2 separate regions of the Mus musculus genome follow, and region 1 is linked to region 2. The links are chromatin contacts, called in public Hi-C maps. All regions are on one chromosome and are shown on one strand. Each heading gives the region's core, a stretch centred on a gene start, on an enhancer-like site or on the middle of the called end of the contact. The rest is flanking DNA. Distances are from core to core; before and after follow the strand shown.

Evidence for each region. Hi-C and Micro-C count contacts between places; a contact is called where the count stands out from the background.
Region 1: a contact with region 2 is called in a Hi-C map of the MNK3 cell line, with 3 times the contacts expected there. The contact joins the enhancer-like site here to the promoter of Tcp11l2 in region 2. A contact is called at or near these places in 1 of 484 Hi-C or Micro-C datasets (the MNK3 cell line) and 1 of 115 datasets of contacts at active chromatin or transcription factors (memory CD8 T cells).

The regions. Positions count from the first base shown.
Region 1 is chr10:84,766,406-84,771,115 of GRCm38.p6, forward strand. The region is part of intron 1 of Rfx4 (regulatory factor X, 4 (influences HLA class II expression)); the gene reads left to right. Among named protein-coding and RNA genes, the nearest start is that of Rfx4, 13 kb to the left of the region's middle. Within about 2 kb of position 2,571, at least 24 of the 459 cell types and tissues checked have an H3K27ac peak or open chromatin away from gene starts, as enhancers often do. A contact at or near this core is called in the MNK3 cell line and memory CD8 T cells, where this site is marked.
Region 2 is chr10:84,574,777-84,578,969 of GRCm38.p6, forward strand. Tcp11l2 (t-complex 11 (mouse) like 2) reads left to right here and starts at 2,171. Exons shown (of 10, transcript NM_146008.2): 1 at 2,171-2,236. It overlaps Gm34515 (a long non-coding RNA gene), which reads left to right. Exons shown (of 3, transcript XR_380644.2): 3 at 71-292.

The DNA.
Region 1 (4,710 bases), core at 1,321-3,820, 190 kb after region 2:
TGGTTAGTTTCCTCTTATTCGGGTGAGCCTCTTTTTCAAATTGGATGGTGTGTCAAATTTTTTTCCCCAACACTATGCTAAGTACTTATGCACGGTACCTCACTTAGGGATCGTATGGAACGCGTGGCATTATTTATCCCCATTTCACAGATGTGGAAGCTGAGAATCAGAGGATTTAGGTAGCACACTTAATCCTAACTACCATTATCCAGACAGCATCTGAACACGGTTTCCCTGATGCCGAAGCTGGACTCCCTCCTTCACCTACTAAAATGTATAAATGGAAGGAAGACACTGATGTGCGCATCCTGGCTCACATCCCTCAAGTCTTCTCAAGTCCCTATGGGAGAAAGTAGCCCAAGCTGGAGTTCTCAGGGGGTAGGTACACTGTCATGGATACGGTGACCTGGAGCAAGCGCTGGCTGAGGTGCCACTCACACGTGGCCCTTCCTGCAGGGACAACTTTGTATACAGTGGAACTTGCATCTCAGATCATCCCGAGAGCATCTGAGTCTAAGTCAGTGCTTACTGCTGGATCGGGAGCTGCCAGAAGTTGCCCTGGTGACGGAGCTGCCAGAAGTTGCCCTGGTGAGGGAGCTGCCAGAAGTTGCCCTGGTGAGGGAGCTGCCAGAAGTTGCCCTGGTGAGGGAGCTGCCAGAAGTTGCCCTGGTGAGGGAGCTGCCAGAAGTTGCCCTGGTGAGGGAGCTGCCAGAAGTTGCCCTGGTGAGGGAGCTGCCAGAAGTTGCCCTGGTGAGGGAGCTGCCAGAAGTTGCCCTGGTGAGGGAGCTGCCAGAAGTTGCCCTGGTGACGGAGCTGCCAGAAGTTGCCCTGGTGAGGGAGCTGCCAGAAGTTGCCCTGGTGAGGGAGCTGCCAGAAGTTGCCCTGGTGAGGGAGCTGCCAGAAGTTGCCCTGGTGAATTTGACATCTCACATACACCATTCCGAGCATCACCCTTCTTCACGTTAGTCAAGCTTTCACGTGGACGAGGTTCAGTCTGAAAACCTTGCCATTAGAATACGTATGAAGTGTGCAATCACGGAACAAGCATGGTTGGCTCTGCACGCCTTAGAGTGGCGACACCTGGTTTCATGCGCAGAGACTGGGTGGGACTGCTCAAGTACCCATTTCCCAGGAGATTGTCAGAAAAACTGAAGAAGCACACAAAGGACCCTCATAGGACTTGGCACACTGTAATAAGGAACAAACAGGGTCACCCACCTTTTCCTGGTAGTCTTGTGATGATTTCCAAGACACTCCCGCACCCCACCCCCAGGGCTGTACAGAAGCAAGCAGAAGTTTTAGAATCTATTTTTGTTATTGTTGTTCTGTTTTGTTTTCCTACTGTGCTGGGTCTTTTGTGATGTTACCCCACCCTTCTGTGCCCTAGCACAAGCTCTCATTCCCGTTTGACACTGGGCAAAACTGAGGTTCAAAGGGCTTCATTTACACAACTGACTTACATGGCATGTTAGTGCCCAAATGTTGCGACGTCGATGTCACAAATGAAAGATTTGTTGATTGTGTGTGTGAGTATGTGAATGAGTGTGAGTGTGTGTGTATATGAGGGTGCATGCGAGTGAGTGTATGAGGGTGTGAGTGTATGTGAGTGTGTGTGAGTGTGTGAGAGTGTGTGTATGAGTGTGTGAGTGTGTGTGTGTATGTGAGTGTGTGTGCCTGTATGACTTTATGTTTACCACTCACATGCAAGATCTTGCAGAGACCAGAAGAGGGGTTGGAGATCTTGTAGCTGCAATCACAGGCCGTTGTAGTCTGTCTATGTGTGTGCTGGGTACTCGACTCTGGGGTTTTGGGGAGTAGGCAGTGTTTCATTTGAATCAGGCTACCTGCATACCAGTTAAAACACCTGTCAGCAGGGAGAGGGGCTGCTGGTTTCCCAGCAACAGAGTCCCATGGTCGTCCTTCTGTCCCCTGATCCTCCAGCCACACACTGGTCTGAAGAGAAGTTACTTGCCTTGTGGGGGTTGACTTGAAGCATCATCTCTTGCTCTGCCTGCTTTCTCCAGGGCTCACTGTTACCTGTGCTGAGCACAGGAAGGGCCAGCGGGTCTAGCACACAGTCAGAGCCAACAGGCATTTACTTGACCCAGATATCTGCCCTCAATACCTCAAGGTCAGGGCATTTCCGCTTTCATTCTGAGAGGCTTCACTTGAGTCCTCATGGAATCAATTCCCAGACACATAAACAACAGATGAACCCTTACTTTCTTGAGCACCTACTATGTGTAGACTTTAAACAGGTATTTTTTAAAAACAGGGTTTTTTTGTTTTTTAAAAAACAAACAACAACAACAACAACAACAAAACAGGTTCTTCCCTTGTCTTTCCCAGCCCTTCCTTCCTTTCTCACCACGCCTGTCCTGGTGCAGCTGCCCTGTGGACTCCTTATGGTAGAGGGTAGCGAAGAATGATCTAGCACGGAATTGTCCACTTAAATCATTATGAGGGCTTTTTGCTTTCAGTTTTATTTGGGAGGGGTAGGTAACGACTGCACAGTGGCTGAGAGTAAACTGATGATGACATCCTGTCTTAACATCAAAAGGTGGGACACGCCTGAATGACTAGTGTGGCTGGCTTCCTGCACAGGTCTGTGGCGTCTCTGTTTGCCTTAAAGCTTCTTACTACTGGAAGCGTCCAGTATAGATAGTACCTGTTGCAGAAACCGTACTCCACAATTCCTCTTTCTCCAAGTCCCCCTGCTAAGGTGGTGCTTAGGCAGCGCCGGATGGAGATGCCCTCAGGTGCTTTGCCTGTCTCCCACTCTATTCAAAAGCACTGAAAGTTTCCCAACCAGCTACTGAGCAAAAGCCAGACTCCTTAGCCTGCCCTGGTTCCAGAGCCAGGCTTGGATGTGTGCAGGCCCCACAGCATCCTAGAGTGCCTGCGGGCAAGCACAGTACCTATGTGCAGAATGGGTGCCCGAATGAGTCTGAGCAGTGGCTGCCAAGATGTCTGTTAGTTTTTTAAACCACATTTTATTTAGTGTGTGTGTGTGTGTGTGTGTGTGTGTGTGTGTGTGTGTGAGTGCACAGGCATATGTGTGTTTGGATGTGTGTCAAATTCAGACGTATCGAGGTCAGGGGACAACTTTCCTTTTCTTTGTTTTCTCTTACTGAAAATAGATTCTTTTCTCATATAATATATCCTAATTACTGTTTCTTCTCCCTCTGTTCCTCCCAGTTCCTCCCCCCCCCCCCCATCCAGAGACTCACTTGATCCCACACTCAGGGATCCCGTAGAAACACTAACCTGGAGGCCATACTATATACACAGAGGACCCGGTGCAGACCTGTGCAGGCCCTCTGCTTGCTGCTGCAGTCTCTGTGAGTTCACATGAGTGTGTTCATGTTGACTTAGAGGGCCTGTTTCCGTGGTGTCTTCCATCCCTCTGGATCTTAGACTTTATCTGCTTCTTCTTCAATGGGGACCCCTGATCTCTAAGGTCAGGGATTTGATGGAGACATCCCATTTAAGGACTGAGTGTTCCAAGGTCTCTCATTCTCTGCATGATGTCTGGCTGTGGGTCTCTGTATTTCTTACCAAGTGCTGCAGGAGGAGGCTTCTCTGAGGGTGACTGAGCCTGGCACAGCTGACCTATAAGTATAGCAGAATGTCATCAGGAGTAATTTTATTATTATTATTTTTAAGACTAGTACTATTTGGGGGCTGGAGAGATGGCTCAGCGGTTAAGAGCATTGACTGCTCTTCCAAAGATCCTGAGTTCAAATCCCAGCAACCACATGGTGGCTCACAACAATCCTTAACGAAATCTGACTCCTTCTTCTAGAGTGTCTAAAGACAGCTACATTGTACTTACATATAATAAATAAATAAATCTTTTTTTAAAAGAAAGACTAGTACTATTTGATTTTACCCTAGGTCCCCAGGCTATCCAGTCTTTGGTTGTCAGTCACAAGTGCAGGGTTGGGTATGGGTTCTGTCTTATGGCATGGGCCTTAAGTGAGATCAGATCTTGCTTGGTTACTCCCACAAGTTTGTGTCTCCACTGCACTATCGTATCTTGCAGGACAGATTGTAGACCAAAGGTTTTGTGGCTTGGTCAATGCTCAGGGTTCTCTTTTGGTAGCATGCAAAGAACCTTCCCATATCAGAGATGCTAGAGTGTAGGGGTGAAGGCTCTATGCAGGCACCAGCTTGACTACTCCATGTTCACTGAGCTGGATAAGCATTGTCTTCAGCAATGGGGCTTTGCCATAACTTTGGGGAAAGCAATCTCTTTTCTAGCCAACAGCTTAGATTATTTGAGGATTCACATGGAACCCTTTTAGCCAACAACTCAATTAGGTGTAACCCAATCCCAGTACTGGAAGCTTTAGTGACAGGAATTGGCCAGTTAGGACTCTGCCTCCTCCACTTTTTGGTGATTTCATTTAGATCACCTTTCCATGTCCATATATTTTAGGAGGTTTCTAGTACTATGTTAGATTTTCAAACTTTCCTTCAAATGCCCCTTAGTTAGTTCTAGCTGTATCTGCCTGTATCAACCCTCTTTCTTCCCCCTACTTAATCCCCCATTTCAGACCTGCCAATCCATTCATAATTATCTATTCTATTTCCATTTCTTTCTGCACTCTGTCCCTTCTAGTCCCTTCCTTACTCTGTACCTACCCTCTGTGGTTCTAGAACTGTCCCTGGGTCATCACTGTCTTCAGAGCTAATAGCCACGTAATA
Region 2 (4,193 bases), core at 921-3,420:
TTTGAATAAGAAGTTATTTAAATGAAAGCAATAGAAGAAGACTTGTTTCCTGTATCTTCTGTCTTCCTAGCTTGGCTCTCTACCCTATTCCATTCCACTTGGAGAATCTCACTCAACAAGCTGCAAATGGACTCATCTGCTCTGAGGGAAATGGCTCCTTTGTGTTTTCGAGAGTTACATAGTTAAACTTTTCAAAAGAAGTGTCAAAATGGGTTAGTCACCCAGGGTGACTGGACAACTGTGCTGATTTATGCTCACCTGCTCCTAGTTAATGACACAGCACAACACTTAGCAGGTTAGTAGGAAGCTTTGCAAAGCACACACTGTTTTCATGTGTCATTGTTACATGGCCACCAGGAATTTAGAAATATTTTTGGTTAATCTTTTTGCTGTGGAGGTTTGTAGAGCAGTTGGGTGGCGGCGGTTGTTTGGCAAGCCTTGAGACTGGGGGCTTCTGACATCTGTTTATTCCAGCAAGTGATATTATAAATAACAGTGGGTTTATGGGAAAGAGCCTGGGTGACAGCAGCACTTTCTCTTTAATCTCTTGATCTGTAGCAGGTTGTATATTTTACTGCCTTTTTAAGATTTCTTTTACCATTGAGGTGAATGTCCCTCTTTGTGGGAGAGTGTACATGCGCTATGGCTGTGTGTGCTTGTGTGTGGAGGAGTCCAGAAGACAGCACTGCATCCTTTAGAACTAGAGTGTTCTACAGTGTTTGAGAGCCGTCCAGTGTGGATGATGAGATCTGAAATTGCCTGTGGTCCTCATGATAGAGCAGCAAGGATTCTTAGCAGCCGTGGCTCCACTTTAGGTTGTGTAATTTCTAGAGTGACAGATACAAATGGATACAAATCTCTAGGTAGGTTTTCTTGTTCAGAATAACTTGCCAACTAGGTTCAGTAGCTAACAGTGAGCTTCTAAGAGTGCTTTAGTTCCATTCTTATCCCACTGAACAAGAAGATCTCTTGGGTAGGCAAATGTTAGGGACTTGGTTATAACCTCAGACCAGTCCATGCTGTACAATTGTATTTCTATCTTGCTTTAAACTATTGTCTGCTTTTGGTTTTCTTCTTTCTAGAATGATAGTAGACAATTTGCCTCCACAATCCGATATGATTTTAGTCCTAAACAGGAATATTTCAGCTTATATAAAGTTCATTTATTTTTTTTGTATGACGCTACCCACAAGTAATACCAACTTGTACCTGGCAAAATAGTGGTTCTGTTTCTTTATGCCCAGAAGCAAGCTCACGAGAAGTTATGCTTAGTAAGCCTGACCACACAAGAGCCCCTCCCAGCACTTATTTACATTAAGCCTGGTTGAAAACTCTCCCCAAGATAAGCGCCGCCAAAGAACCCTTAGAAGAAGTAAGACACTTTATCTTTGTGCACAGGCGAAGCCTTCGGAGAGCTTAGGTAGGTGTGGCTCCCAGAAACCAATCGTCCAATTCAAGGGGCAAATCAGGACCCGTGTTTACAAGAACATGTTGACACGTGTGGATGACGCGGTTGGACGCTGATGTGCGTGGGACAGCCTGTTTGGAATGTTGTTGACTCGCTTGGCCCGGTGTGTGTGGCCATTGTGAAGGTGGGCATGTAGTGTTTTTATATTACTGCCGCGAGCGGACACCAGAAGTCTGTCCGTTCGGTTGGAGTTAGTCCATTTCATCCTACCTGGTAAACTGAAAGAAACAGGATTGGGGGCGTCACCCGCTGCACTTAGGCCCCGCCCTTACACAGCCAGGCCCCGCCTCCGAACGCTTTAGGCCCTACAGCAGCCCAGGCGCTCCCGGCCGTAGGCTGCCCCAATTCCGTGTTCACTCCTCTCCCCGCCCCTGGCGGTCCGGACCGTACCACCACTGAATATAGGGAGCACACATTTCTCGTGTGCAAATGGCTTTCTGTCTGAGCCTTCTTCAGCCTTCACGATAGAAACGTGAGAAAGCTATGGTTTTTGTAGACAGACTCTTCAAGAATTTAGGGATCTTCGCCAGAACCCTGCCCTGGATTCTGGCGCCGCGGTGCTATAGTCCCCCTCCAGTTCCTTCCCGAATGGTCGCGCCCAGGGAGTACCTCTGGGCCCTTTAAATACCGCGTGGGGCTGCGGGGGGGCTCCAGAGTTGACAGACTGCTGAGTCTCCCCTTGTCTGCGACGCTGGTTGAGGGGGGATACGCAGAGCCCCGCGACCCCCGCCACCTAGCTTTCCTCGAGTCTCTACGCGGGATCCGGGGGTGCGTACCCATCCCAGGGGAGGGGCCGTGGGATCTGAGGGGACCGCGTCTCCTTATGGCAGCGGGAGGGCTCCTTGTGCCCTCCGAGTTCGGGACATTTGACCTCGGAGTCAAGGCTTGAAGTGGGGCACGGTGGCAGTGGTGGCCCAGGCTCTGCCGGGGCCGCTTGGTCGTGATGACATCCCTTTGGGTGCGTGCCAGCGACTGTGCTCAACGGCGCGAGACGCTCTGGGCTCCCCGTGCGGTCAGGTCCCCAATCCCTCGTCCCTGGAGGAGTGGGACTGAGCCGCGGTGGGGCCCGGCTGGGCCTCGGCCCTATGTTTGGGTCTTGTTGCTGGGTTTCTCGAGAGCTGGGTTCTGTCCCGGCAGTCCCCTCCCCCAAACGTTTGTTTTGACAGGAAACGTGGTGCTGCTAGAGGGAGGGGCGAGCAGAGAACGTGGGCGAGCGGGCAGGACTCCTGGGACTTCCGTTGGACTTGACTGTCCAGGAGGCCAGCTCAGGTCACATCTGGGTCAGACCCTTGCCTTCTCAGACCCTTGCTTTGCCTTGCTTTGGGTGGCGCCACAAAACATAGCAACGAGATTCGGTGGCACGTGGATGACACAGTTATGTGTTTACGTTAGTACAAGAGGAAAAACTTCCATTAAATGAGCGATTTCGCAATGTTTACTTCTAAAATGCGTTTATTAGACTGGGACTGTAGTTCTGTGGTAGAGCACTTTACAGGACTGTAGGTTCTGTCCTCCCCCAACCACAAGAAGCCCAAATCATGTGTTTAAACACAAGAATCCAGTCAACAAAGAAGGGTTTGTTAAACTACCGTTACAAGCAGAGTAGAAACACTTGAGTGGTTCCAGTGAGAATGGAACCTCCCTCTTTCATCGTTGTCTTGGTACCTTAACGGTAAAGAAACCAGGCAACTTGTCTTTGTCCTTAGTGGGCTGCTCAGCACAAGGTGGTGTTCAGCTCTCAGCTCTTAGTTAACCTACCTCCCAACTGATAATTTCAACCAGTTCTTACACTGGTTCCTGGGCTAGGAGTCCCCATCCCACCTCCACCTCCACCCCGCCCCGTCTACTCTGCCTTTTTCCTACCCCCATGGATTTCATACATTGCTCCACTTGAAGTGACCCAGGGCTGAAGGGCGCCTTACCCCCCGGGTGTGCAGCACAGGTGTTAAACTAGGCATCAGGGATGGGGGGGGGGCGGGGGCAACGCTTTCCAGGATAAAAAGTGCTTAGAAATCCTTCCCAATGCTGTAATGACACGTGGAGCACGGGCATCTGCCTTTTAGACAGTGGCTGGCTTGTTGGCTTTTGTCTAGCTCTCCGAGGCGGGCAAAGACTCGATGAGGACCAGTACTGTTCTCTCCGTGCTGTGTTTTTTGCCTTACTCTAGCCTGGTGCTAAAGCACGGTTTGATCGAGGATGGAAATTGTCTGGCATCTGCAAATTTTTTCCGTCAGAGCTCAGTCTTGCCTTTAACCCCCTATCCTATAAGTGCCTTATGCCTGACTTTGGTAAAGTCTTGGAAGGAGAGTACCCACTAAACGCTTCTTGCCACCTCTTTAATCCCCCCCCCCCCAATCCTAGCCTTAACTTGGTGGATTTCATTCCCCAGGGCCCTTGTTGGATAACCTGAACAATCTACTGCCAAATGTTTTTGACTTGCTAGCTGTAAGCAGTTAGTCCTTTGGGTAATACCTGAGTTTTAAGGAGGGATTTCGAAAAACATAGGGAATGGCCCTCTGATAGAGGACTTTGGTCACTACCGTGGGGTGATCGAATGCTGTTTTGTTGAATGATCTCTTTCAGCGATGTCCTTCACGGTATAGTGCTTGAACAGCTGTCCCAGGGTAAGGTCATCTTGCTTCCACACGTGAAAGTGTCCGTGTGATGATAGACAGAGCAATTTGGCAGAGAGGGATGGAAAGAATGATTAGCAGGACACTGGTTT